Regions from separate parts of the Mus musculus genome. Here region 2 is linked to region 1. The links are chromatin contacts, called in public Hi-C maps. All regions are on one chromosome and are shown on one strand. The core of a region is the stretch at or near the end of the contact, and the rest is flanking DNA. Distances in the headings are between cores, read along the strand shown.

Evidence for each region. Hi-C and Micro-C count contacts between places; a contact is called where the count stands out from the background.
Region 2: a contact with region 1 is called in a Hi-C map of short-term hematopoietic stem cells, with 6 times the contacts expected there. The contact joins the promoter of D130043K22Rik here to the enhancer-like site in region 1. A contact is called at or near these places in 4 of 39 promoter capture datasets (hematopoietic stem and progenitor cells, liver, neutrophils and 1 more), 2 of 484 Hi-C or Micro-C datasets (liver and short-term hematopoietic stem cells) and 2 of 9 other capture datasets (adipose tissue and liver).

The regions. Positions count from the first base shown.
Region 1 is chr13:24,316,071-24,320,834 of GRCm38.p6, reverse strand. It overlaps the pseudogene Gm23340 and the pseudogene Gm11341. Among named protein-coding and RNA genes, the nearest start is that of Cmah, 9.0 kb to the left of the region's middle. Within about 2 kb of position 2,029, at least 9 of the 459 cell types and tissues checked have an H3K27ac peak or open chromatin away from gene starts, as enhancers often do. A contact at or near this core is called in short-term hematopoietic stem cells, where this site is marked.
Region 2 is chr13:24,843,285-24,848,048 of GRCm38.p6, reverse strand. It overlaps D130043K22Rik (RIKEN cDNA D130043K22 gene), which reads right to left and starts at 2,918. Exons shown (of 21, transcript NM_001081051.2): 1 at 2,750-2,918.

The DNA.
Region 1 (4,764 bases), core at 780-3,279:
CACAAACATTACATGCAGACAAAAGAGCCATACACATATAATTTTTTTAACGTTAGCATTTAATTAACCCCCACCCCTTGGTCACTTTAAGCCATCAGAACACAGGCACCTCCAACACCCTTCATCTTCTCTTCAGCTCTTCTGCTGAAGAATTTGGTCTTCGTGATGACAGGTTGCTCAGGGAGCTTTTCCTTCCCCAGAACTTTGTAGTAGCATGATTGGAACAACATCAGTGACGAGAGCAGCTCCAGTCTTGTTTATTGCAGCATTGACCCGTGTGTGCTCGCTGACCAGTGTCTAAAATTCATCCAAGTTGACAGTTGGTCAGAAATTCTGGTTCCTCTTCAAGCAGTAATGCCCCATGCCAATGTTCCCAAAGTAGCCTGAATGATATTTGTCAAAGTTGATCCTGTGGTGATGCCTGCCTCCAGCATTCCTCGGCCTCCTGGATGCTTGCGGTGCTTACCGATGTGGCCGTGGCCGTGGCTCACATGGCCCTGGAGTTTTGAGGCCTTCCTCAGTCTAAATGGCATGGCGGTGGCAGAAAGGAGAGAGGGCCACATATAATTCTTAATGAAATGAAGTTTGCAAGTGCAGGCACCTGACACTGAAGCAAACCTGGCATTGCCACCAATGATGGGCAGTAGACTGCACATCATGGTGCTAGAGGAAGCGTTTTCTGAACACACATGATTTTCCAAGCCTTCATTTGTTTAAAAAAAGTGTATTTACACTTTGTAGACAGAATCTGGCCTTTAGCTTTATTTTTAAAACAATTGCATTACATTTACTTATTTGTATGGATGGATGCTTGTGACATGGCATAAGTGTGGTGGTCAAAAGACAACTTGTGAGAATCATTTCTTTCTTTCTACGTGTGAGTCCTGGGATTCGAACTAAAAACGTTAGGCTTGGTTGGCAAGTGCCTGTACTTGCTGGACTACCTTGCAGGCCACACATACAAATAAATATATAAACAGAAAACTAATATATATATATATATGTGTGTGTGTGTGTGTGTGTGTGTGTGTGTGTGTGTGTGTGTGTATGTATGTGTGTATGTATATATATATATATATATATACATGTGTGTGTATATATATATATGTATGTGTGTATGTATATATGTGTGTGTGTATATATATATATATATATATATATATCCCTCAGGAACCCTCATTCACTATGGGTAGAATTGCAAACTGGTACAGCCACTTTGAAAATCACTGAGAAGAATTCTCAAAAAGCTAAAAATAAATCTACCATATGACCCAGCTATGCCAGCCTTAGCATATGCCCAAAGGACAGACATCCTACTCCACAGATAGCTGCTCCATTATGTTCACTGCCTCTCTATTCACAATAGCTAGAAAATGGAAACAACCTAAATGTCCATGGACCAAGGACTAGATAATGAAAAAAAATCTAACTAAATTTAAAAAATCAGTTACAACAGTGCAACTGAAAATTTCCCACTGGTTCATAGTTCTCAATTCTGTAATAATCAGAATACTTTTGATATGGTATAATCACACATTTCTACCTTCTCTTTCCTCCCTTCAAATCCTCCCATATACCCCTCCTTGCTTTCCTGCACATTCTTAGCCTCTTTTCCATTAATTGCTGTTACACACATACATGTATATATATAAAAAAACAAGCAGGTTATATTTAGGAATATAATATATTATATCTGTTCATATAGTCATATGTATTCATATATATAATGTTGCCTGTATGTATGTTTTCAGGGCTGTCCTGGTTAGCAGAAAATAGTGGCTAAACCCAGCTCTCTGAGAAGGCTAGGCTGAGGATATGGGTCAGTGGTAGAAGGCTTCTTGATTTCCCAGAAGGGGAATTCTTCTTTTCATTTCTGAATAGGAAGTTTTACAACTTTCACTAACAAGGAAGGAACTTCCATTCCTGCAGACTTGAAATGCATTTGGAGAGCTTTATTCTCACAAGCCACTGGGTGTCAGTCCTGAGCTGTAACGTAGGAAAATGAGCAGCCAGGAAAGTCAGATCTTGTAGTTGATAGACGTCATACGTAGGTGGTTAGGACTGCGGTTGCTTCCCTCCTTTGGAAGCTTACATGGCCTTAGGGAGGAGGCATTTAAGTAGTTCCAGTTCAGGAGCCACTGGGCCCAATTTCTGAAGCAACAGGGACTTTATCAATAGGGACTTTCCTTCCACCTCCTAGAGCAACCAAAGGCAATCTTTCTACCTCTCCCTCCTGAATGGTGTGGTCACAGACCTGCAAGACCATGCCTGGCCACGGAGCAATCAAAGGCCATAGCAATTGGCTGTATGTTTTGGGATTCTTTTGCACAACCTTGATTAGCACACAACTCAAAAGAGGGCTTTTCATGCCCAGTGTTGGTGATTTGTTATACAGTATTTGTCAGTCAACCCAGGACTACCTGCCCAAGGGTGGTACCACCCACAGTGAGCTGGGCCTGTCCGCATCAATCATAATAAGAAATTTCCCACCGCCTTGCTTACTGGCTAATCTGGTGGATGTAGTTCCTCAGGTGAAGTTTCCTTTGCTTAAGCAATTCTACCGTGTATCAGCCAGCATAAGGTATGTGGTGGTTTAAATTGGAGTGCCTCCCATAAACTCATATGTTTGAATGCTTGGCCCAAAGGGAGTGGCACTATTAGGAAGTATGGCCTTGTTGCAGAAAGTATGTCACTGTGAGGCGGGCTTTGAGGTCTCATATGCTCAAGCTAGGCCTAGTTGGGCTTTTACTTCTGCCTGCCAATCAAGACACAGAACTCTCAGCTCCTTCTCCAGCACAATGTCTGCCTGCATGCTGCTATGTTTCTCAGCATGGCAATAACATATTAAACCTCTGAAGCTGTAAGCCAGCCTCAATTAAATGTTTTCCTTTATAAGAGTATCCGTGGTCATGGTGTCTGTTTACAGCAATAGAAACCCTAATGAAGACAGGGTACTTCCTGCTGCAAAAGCATCCTTTCTTTCTTTTTTTTTTTTTTCAGGATTTTTTTTATTAGGTATTTTCTTCATTTACATTTCCAATGCTATTCCAAAAGTCTCCCATACCCTCCCCCTCACTCCCCTACCCACCCACTCCCACTTCTTGGCCCTGGCATTCCCCTGTACTGAGCCATATAAAGTTTGCAAGACCGATGGGCCTCTCTTTCCAATGATCTTTTTCTACACCAGTTATCACCAAGGCAACATTCTGCAAGTGATGACAGGCCTTCCCAGTATCCCAGTAAGCCCAGCTTACTCTTCCCACTGTTTGGTGTTAGGGCTGATGGGCTATGACACACTGTTGGGCTGCATCTCAGGCAGTACCCAGAGTGATTCTTATGTTCTGGAATAGGGGGAAACGTCACTGTGCAACTGAACTTGACAAATGACACACAGTCAACTGTTTTGAACATAAACAAAGGAAACAAAAGCAGAACCGAGGTTAGAAATGCCTGTGAGAAGCCCTGCATAGTGACTCTGCCTCTCTAACCCCAGCACTCAGGACATAAAGGTGGAGATATCAGAACCTCGATGCTAGCCATGACTACATGAGGCCTGCTTCAAAACAAACATAAGAAAGAAAGAGCCATAATTATTTGGAATATTAAGAATGTTTGGCCATATATGGTCATGCTGATCTGTGATCTCATCATTCAAGAAGGAGAGACAGAAAGCTTGCTTTAAACTGAAAGCCAACCTGGGCTACATAATAAGTACAGGCCAATCAAGGCTATGTAGTGAGATCTTGCCTCCAAAAGCAAAAATAAGGTCAGGTGTAGTAACACATGTCTTTAATCCCAGCACTCGGCAGAGGCAGAGGCAGAGGCAGAGGCAGAGGCAGAGGCAGAGGCAGAGGCAGAGGCAGAGGCAGAGGCAGAGGCAGAGGCAGAAGCAGAAGCAGATACAGGTAAGTTTATATTAGTTCCAGGCCAGCCTGATTAACATAAGTTTCAAGCTAGCTATGGTTATAAGGTAAACAAAAAGCCTGCTCCTAGAGGTTTACAAATATGGCTGCTGTGTCACTTGTGCATCAGTAGGTGGCAGAGAAGTATGTCTATACTCAGTGTTAAGGCTTGTGAACTGCTGAATGATTCATAGCTGAAGACTCCCTTCGTGGGGGTTGGCGGGAAGCAAGCCTGAATTGACAACCAGACTGGCACCAAGGGGCCCAGACAAGGAGCTAGCCTGAAACGACATCAGTCCCATGCCATGCAGACCCAAATAGGCTCCCAGGACTGAGAGCAAGTGGGAAACTAGAAGAACCCTGCCCAGGACCTCAGGTCCCAGATGGGAGTGAGCCTGAGACAGATGACCCTTGCATGGGGGCACTCAGTCAGGCTGGGCTAGGAGCAAGCCAGAGATGACCACCAGACCAACGCCATGCAGCCCAGACAGGGATCTAGCCTGAGATGACCACAAGTTGAGTGCAAAGGCTGGGGCTGGGGGAGCAGATCCTGCCCAGCATGACCCCTGCTCAGTACTATAATGCATGAGTGGGACATGGCACTCCTGAGACCACTCCTGAGATAATCCTAGACACTCAGAGACCCCAGGCACCACTAAGAGGAGCAAGTACGTGGTAGAGAGATGGAAGAAAAAGAGAAACAGAAGGACGTGGGCACAATGAAGAAAGGCAGAACTGGAGACTTGAGGGTAGTGAGAAACAGCCTGATATGAGTAGCTGGTGATGCCATGTGGGATCACAGTGGGGTCCTGGCCTGTGCTGCCACTGGGGGCCATGTCTGTGTCTGTGGCCCTATAGCAGG
Region 2 (4,764 bases), core at 1,669-4,168, 530 kb before region 1:
CGGACACATGTACCATACACGCAGCTATATAAATAGTTTTTTTAACTTTTTAAAAAATGTAACTTGTAATTACTTAAGTTTTGTGGGTTTTTCTTTTTTTGTTTGTTTTTTTGTTTTTTTTTTTGAGACAGGATCTCAAATAAACCAAACTGTCCTCTGACTTGATAGATTGTCCTCTGACTTGATAGATTAGCCAAAGACGATCATCTTGCCTGAATCCAGGAATTAAGCTGGGTGTAGTGATACACACACCTTTGATCCCAGCACTCAGGAGGCAGAGGCAGGAGGATCTCTTGAGTTTGAGGCCAGCCTGCTCCACATAGTAAGTTCCTTGACAGCTAGGGATATACAGAGAAACTATGGTTGGTTGGTTGGTTGGTTGGTTGGTTGGTTTGTTTGTTTGTTTGTTTCCGAGACAGGGTTTCTCTGTGTAGCCCTGGCTGTCCTGGCACTCACTCTGTAGACCAGGCTGGCCTCGAACTCAGAAATCCACCTGCCTCTGCCTCCCAAGTGCTGGGATTAAAGGCGTGTGCCACCAACGCCCAGCGAAACCATGTTTTTTTTTTTTTTTTTTTTTTTGGTTTTTTTGAGACCGGGTTTCTCTGTGTAGCCTTGGCTGTCCTGGAACTCACTTTGTAGACCAGGCTGGCCTCGAACTCAGAGATCCACCTGCCTCTGCCTCCCAAGTGCTAGGATTAAAGGAGTGCACCACCACGCCCGGCCGAAACCATGGTTTTTTAAGAAGCATTTGTGTAATAGTATCTTATTTTAATTATTTTCTAAATGGGCCTCTAAGTTTGGATCCTAGCACCTAGGTCAGGAAGCTTACAAATGCCTAGAACCCTAGCTCTAAGAGTTCAAACTCCATGTGTGGCATACAGGCACACTCGCACACAAATCAAAACCAAAACCAAAAGCAACAGCATCCCTCTGTATTTCCAAAGCTGGCCTCCAACACTAGGGTTTGAGCAATCCTTCACAGCTCAGCACGTGCAAATTCTATTTTTATTTTAATTCCTATAGAAATTCCACTGAGTAGGCCTTACTATTTTCTCTATTTTACAGATGAGAACAATGGGGCTTAGAGGTTATAGTTTCCTTAATATGAGGGGAGGTCGCCTCTAACAGCTGAACCACAACCCTAAGCAGACCATCTTTTCCCATCAGGCTATTTGTCACCCAACACTGTACATGCGCGCGCGCGCGCGCGGACACACACACACACACACACTCCAACCCCTGCCCCAAACAGACATCCTTATTTCCACAAATTGGTTTTAAAAGGAAAGGCTGTCTGTTGGGGGTGAGGGGCACTTAAGTCAAGAACAAACCTTAAACATACTTCTTACTTTATAACTCACCAAAGCTCTCCTTCAGCTCTCTAAACCGTGAGGATGAGAGCTCAGTGACCGTTACCTTTCTGAAAGGACACGCATCCCTGCCTCGGCATTTTACCCAGCAGCGGTGTGCTGTCTGTTCCTGTTACCGGAGGTTCTAAAAATTCCTGCTGCAGGCTTTTGTTTGTTTGTCTTGTTTCTTGTTTTATCTCCTGTTCAGTTTGCAGAGAATTCAGCTTTCTCAGTGAGTTCTAAGTTTGGAACTGAACTGAAATCTCTACTTTGCCCCATCTGCATTAGAAGTAACTAAAATCATGAGCATGAAATAAAAATGTACATGTGACACAACTTCAGTCTCTCTGAGGAACTTTCCCAGGCGCCGTGCATTTCAGGAATAAATTAATACACACATCCACCTTGAACATTTTTGTGGTTTTTAGGAAATGTGATCTACACTTTTTTCCATTATTAACACAAATGCCACTCAACTTTTCTGCTCAAGCACTAGGAAAAATATCAACATCTAACTCACAAACGAAAATGTTCAGTAAAGCCAGCAATAAAGATGAGCGTGAATATGCTCCGGCTTGCTTGCTCCCTTCAGACAATTATGAAAACAAATGGTGTTGAGAACGATGACTAGCGATTGCAGCTTTGTGATCCTGATAAATCTGTGCCATTCCTTGGAGAGAATTCAAAGAGCAGGAAGAAAAGCCTTTATACAGCGCTAAGCTTCTGGTGACGGTAAAGAGAGGAGATGAATGCATTTGGTAAGTGGTAGCGAGGTCCACGACAACAGCACTAAACGAAATTTAAAGGTAATTCTTCAGTCTAAAGCATGCAATTTGCGAGGTTGGAAAGATCCCCAAATCTCCCGCCTCCACGAAACAGGGAAACCATCAAATCATGCAACTATCTAGGATTGCTTTTCCTAGGTGTCCAGAAGAAGCCTTAGAAGTCCCCCTCTTGGCTTTTTTTTTTTTTTTTTTTTTTTTTTTTTTTTTCTGACACCACCTACCTGCTTGCTGTCGTCGTTGCTGACAGTTGGCCAGCTGGGCTGGGAGATGGGATTCTGCACCTGAGGTGGCTGCTGAAGCTAAACACTGCAAGCTCACTGGAGCTTCGTTCAACACCCCATCACCCAGTCTCATAAACACACTCATATCCTGCATCCCTAGGCAGAGGTAAGGAGGAATCCCAACTACACCCTAGCTAGAAATCCGGGGACCTGGAGTCCAGATTAAAAGCCTCTGACTAAGATACGAAATGCATTTAGCAAATGCCAGTTCTGAATGAACTTTAAAGAAACCGATTCTTAGGTTTAAGGTTAGCTGCCCAAGTCTCCCTGACTCCACCCTGCTGAGAACCCATCGATCCAAACAGGAACGCAGGCAGCTGAGTGCGGCTCTTACCTCCATCCCCAGCGATCTCCAGGCTCCGCGGTACTCCAGACTGGCCAGCCGCTGATGTCCAGTTGAGACACCTGCGAGGCACACCTGCAGGCGACACCTGCCCACCCCTGCGGCTGCACAGACAGACGCTGCGAGCCCGCGCTGGTGATTCAGCGCCTTTCTGCCTCCCGGGTTACCAGGGCGACGCATACGCACGCGCACACACGCCCCTAGGGATGGCCTGCGCCGCAGCCCGCACTGCCCCGCTAAGCAGAGGGGCCTCCGTTGCTTCCCTGCTCTGGTCCCTCGCCCACCCCTTTCCTGCCATGGTTCTGAACTGTTGAGGGGATAGACAGGTCGTCTAGAAAAATGCTCCACCCGGGGAAGCAAGCACTGCTTGGCTCAGACTACTCCAAGTCAAGTCACCTGGCCATTCAAGTCTTGTTTCCAGCCAAGCCTTTTTGCAAGACCCCCAACCCCATAACTAATCTGCTTGGTTTCAAGTGCTGCTTTCAAATCAAGGATGGTAAACTGGGCCTAGGTCGTCACAGAGCAACTCTACTTTGCAGGTTAAATGGGTGCCAAGTGCATTTCAACATTTGTGTCTTGTAGTGAGAATCTTGAGTCAGAGGAAATTCTAAGTCAGTGGAACACTGTTCCTTGTATTTTTAGTTTTGTAATAAGGACAAGAAAGTGTCTAGGAACTGGCATTAAGGGGCAGAAAGGACGGGCAGAGTATTCTTTATACATCCACGGTGGCTTAATGACTGAGTCGCACACCAGTATAAGCCTGCACTGTCATCTTTGTGGAGAAACATCAGACAGGTTACAAATGTTACTAAATGTCTCCTGTTAGAAAATGGAGATGACCCAAGAACAGAAGTCCACCCTAGGACTCATGAGGCTGAAGCAAGAGCTTCACGATTTCAAACAATAACACTCTTTCAAACAATAAATTAAAAAGCCAGATACAGTTACCAGGCCAGCCCAGGCTACTTAATGAGGCTTTTCTCTTAAGGGGAGGGGCAGTGAGATGGCTCAGCCAGTAGTAGAGGGACTTACTTTACCAAGGCTGATGACTTGAGTTAGATCTACCAGAAGACCCACATAAAATTGGAAATGACTCCACAAACTGCCCTCTGGCCTCCTCATGTGTACTTACAAACACCATACATGTAAAAGCATCATATAGGATGAACACGTTAACTAATGGAGATAAAGAGCCACTAAGGAGGTAAAGAGAATAAGCTATAAAACGGAGAAGGCCCGGGCCTTTAATCCCAGTCCTACAGTTGTAGAGGCAGCTACATCTCAAAGCCAACATGGTTTACAGAGGGAGTTCCAGGACAGCCAAGGCTACAGAGAAACCATGTTTCAAAAAAACCAAAATAGAAGACTGAGAATAAAAATAAGCATGGACTAAAAAGGGGGAAAAATCATTAATTCAGTCACTAAATGGGCTCAGAGGGCAAACACCAAACCTCACTGTAGGAAGACATTTCCTTCTCTCATGGTACATATTAATGATAGCTAGAGAAAAGATGCAGGCAGTGAAGAGATACAGAAGGCATGAGTCACAAGATGAGAATAGTTAAATCAGTGTACAACTCTCCCAGCCCTCATATAGGAGCAAAAGACAGTCATCAGAGGTCCGAATGGAGATAAACAACTACACATCCCTACAGACTAGAAAATGTGAACTTACCTTCAACTTTCCCCCTCCAAAACAACCAAACTGCTTACCACGAGAAAGAAAATCAGCTTACCTCTCCTCTGTCCGTCATCAGTGTGATGAACAAAATGCCAGTCTCCTTCAGACTGATGTGAAACTACCTCTCTGGTACTCAGTGGACCCTAGCCCCTTTTTTATCAGACAGGGTTAAAGAGAAATGATTCAAGCGTTTGTAGATTTTTTCCCCCCTGACTGTTCACTTCTATGTTATCTGAGAAATTTTGCACAATAACAACATGGTACTATTTTTGGAGGAATAAAGTTCAAGGTTAAAATACACTGCACACTCCACATGGATGGCAAA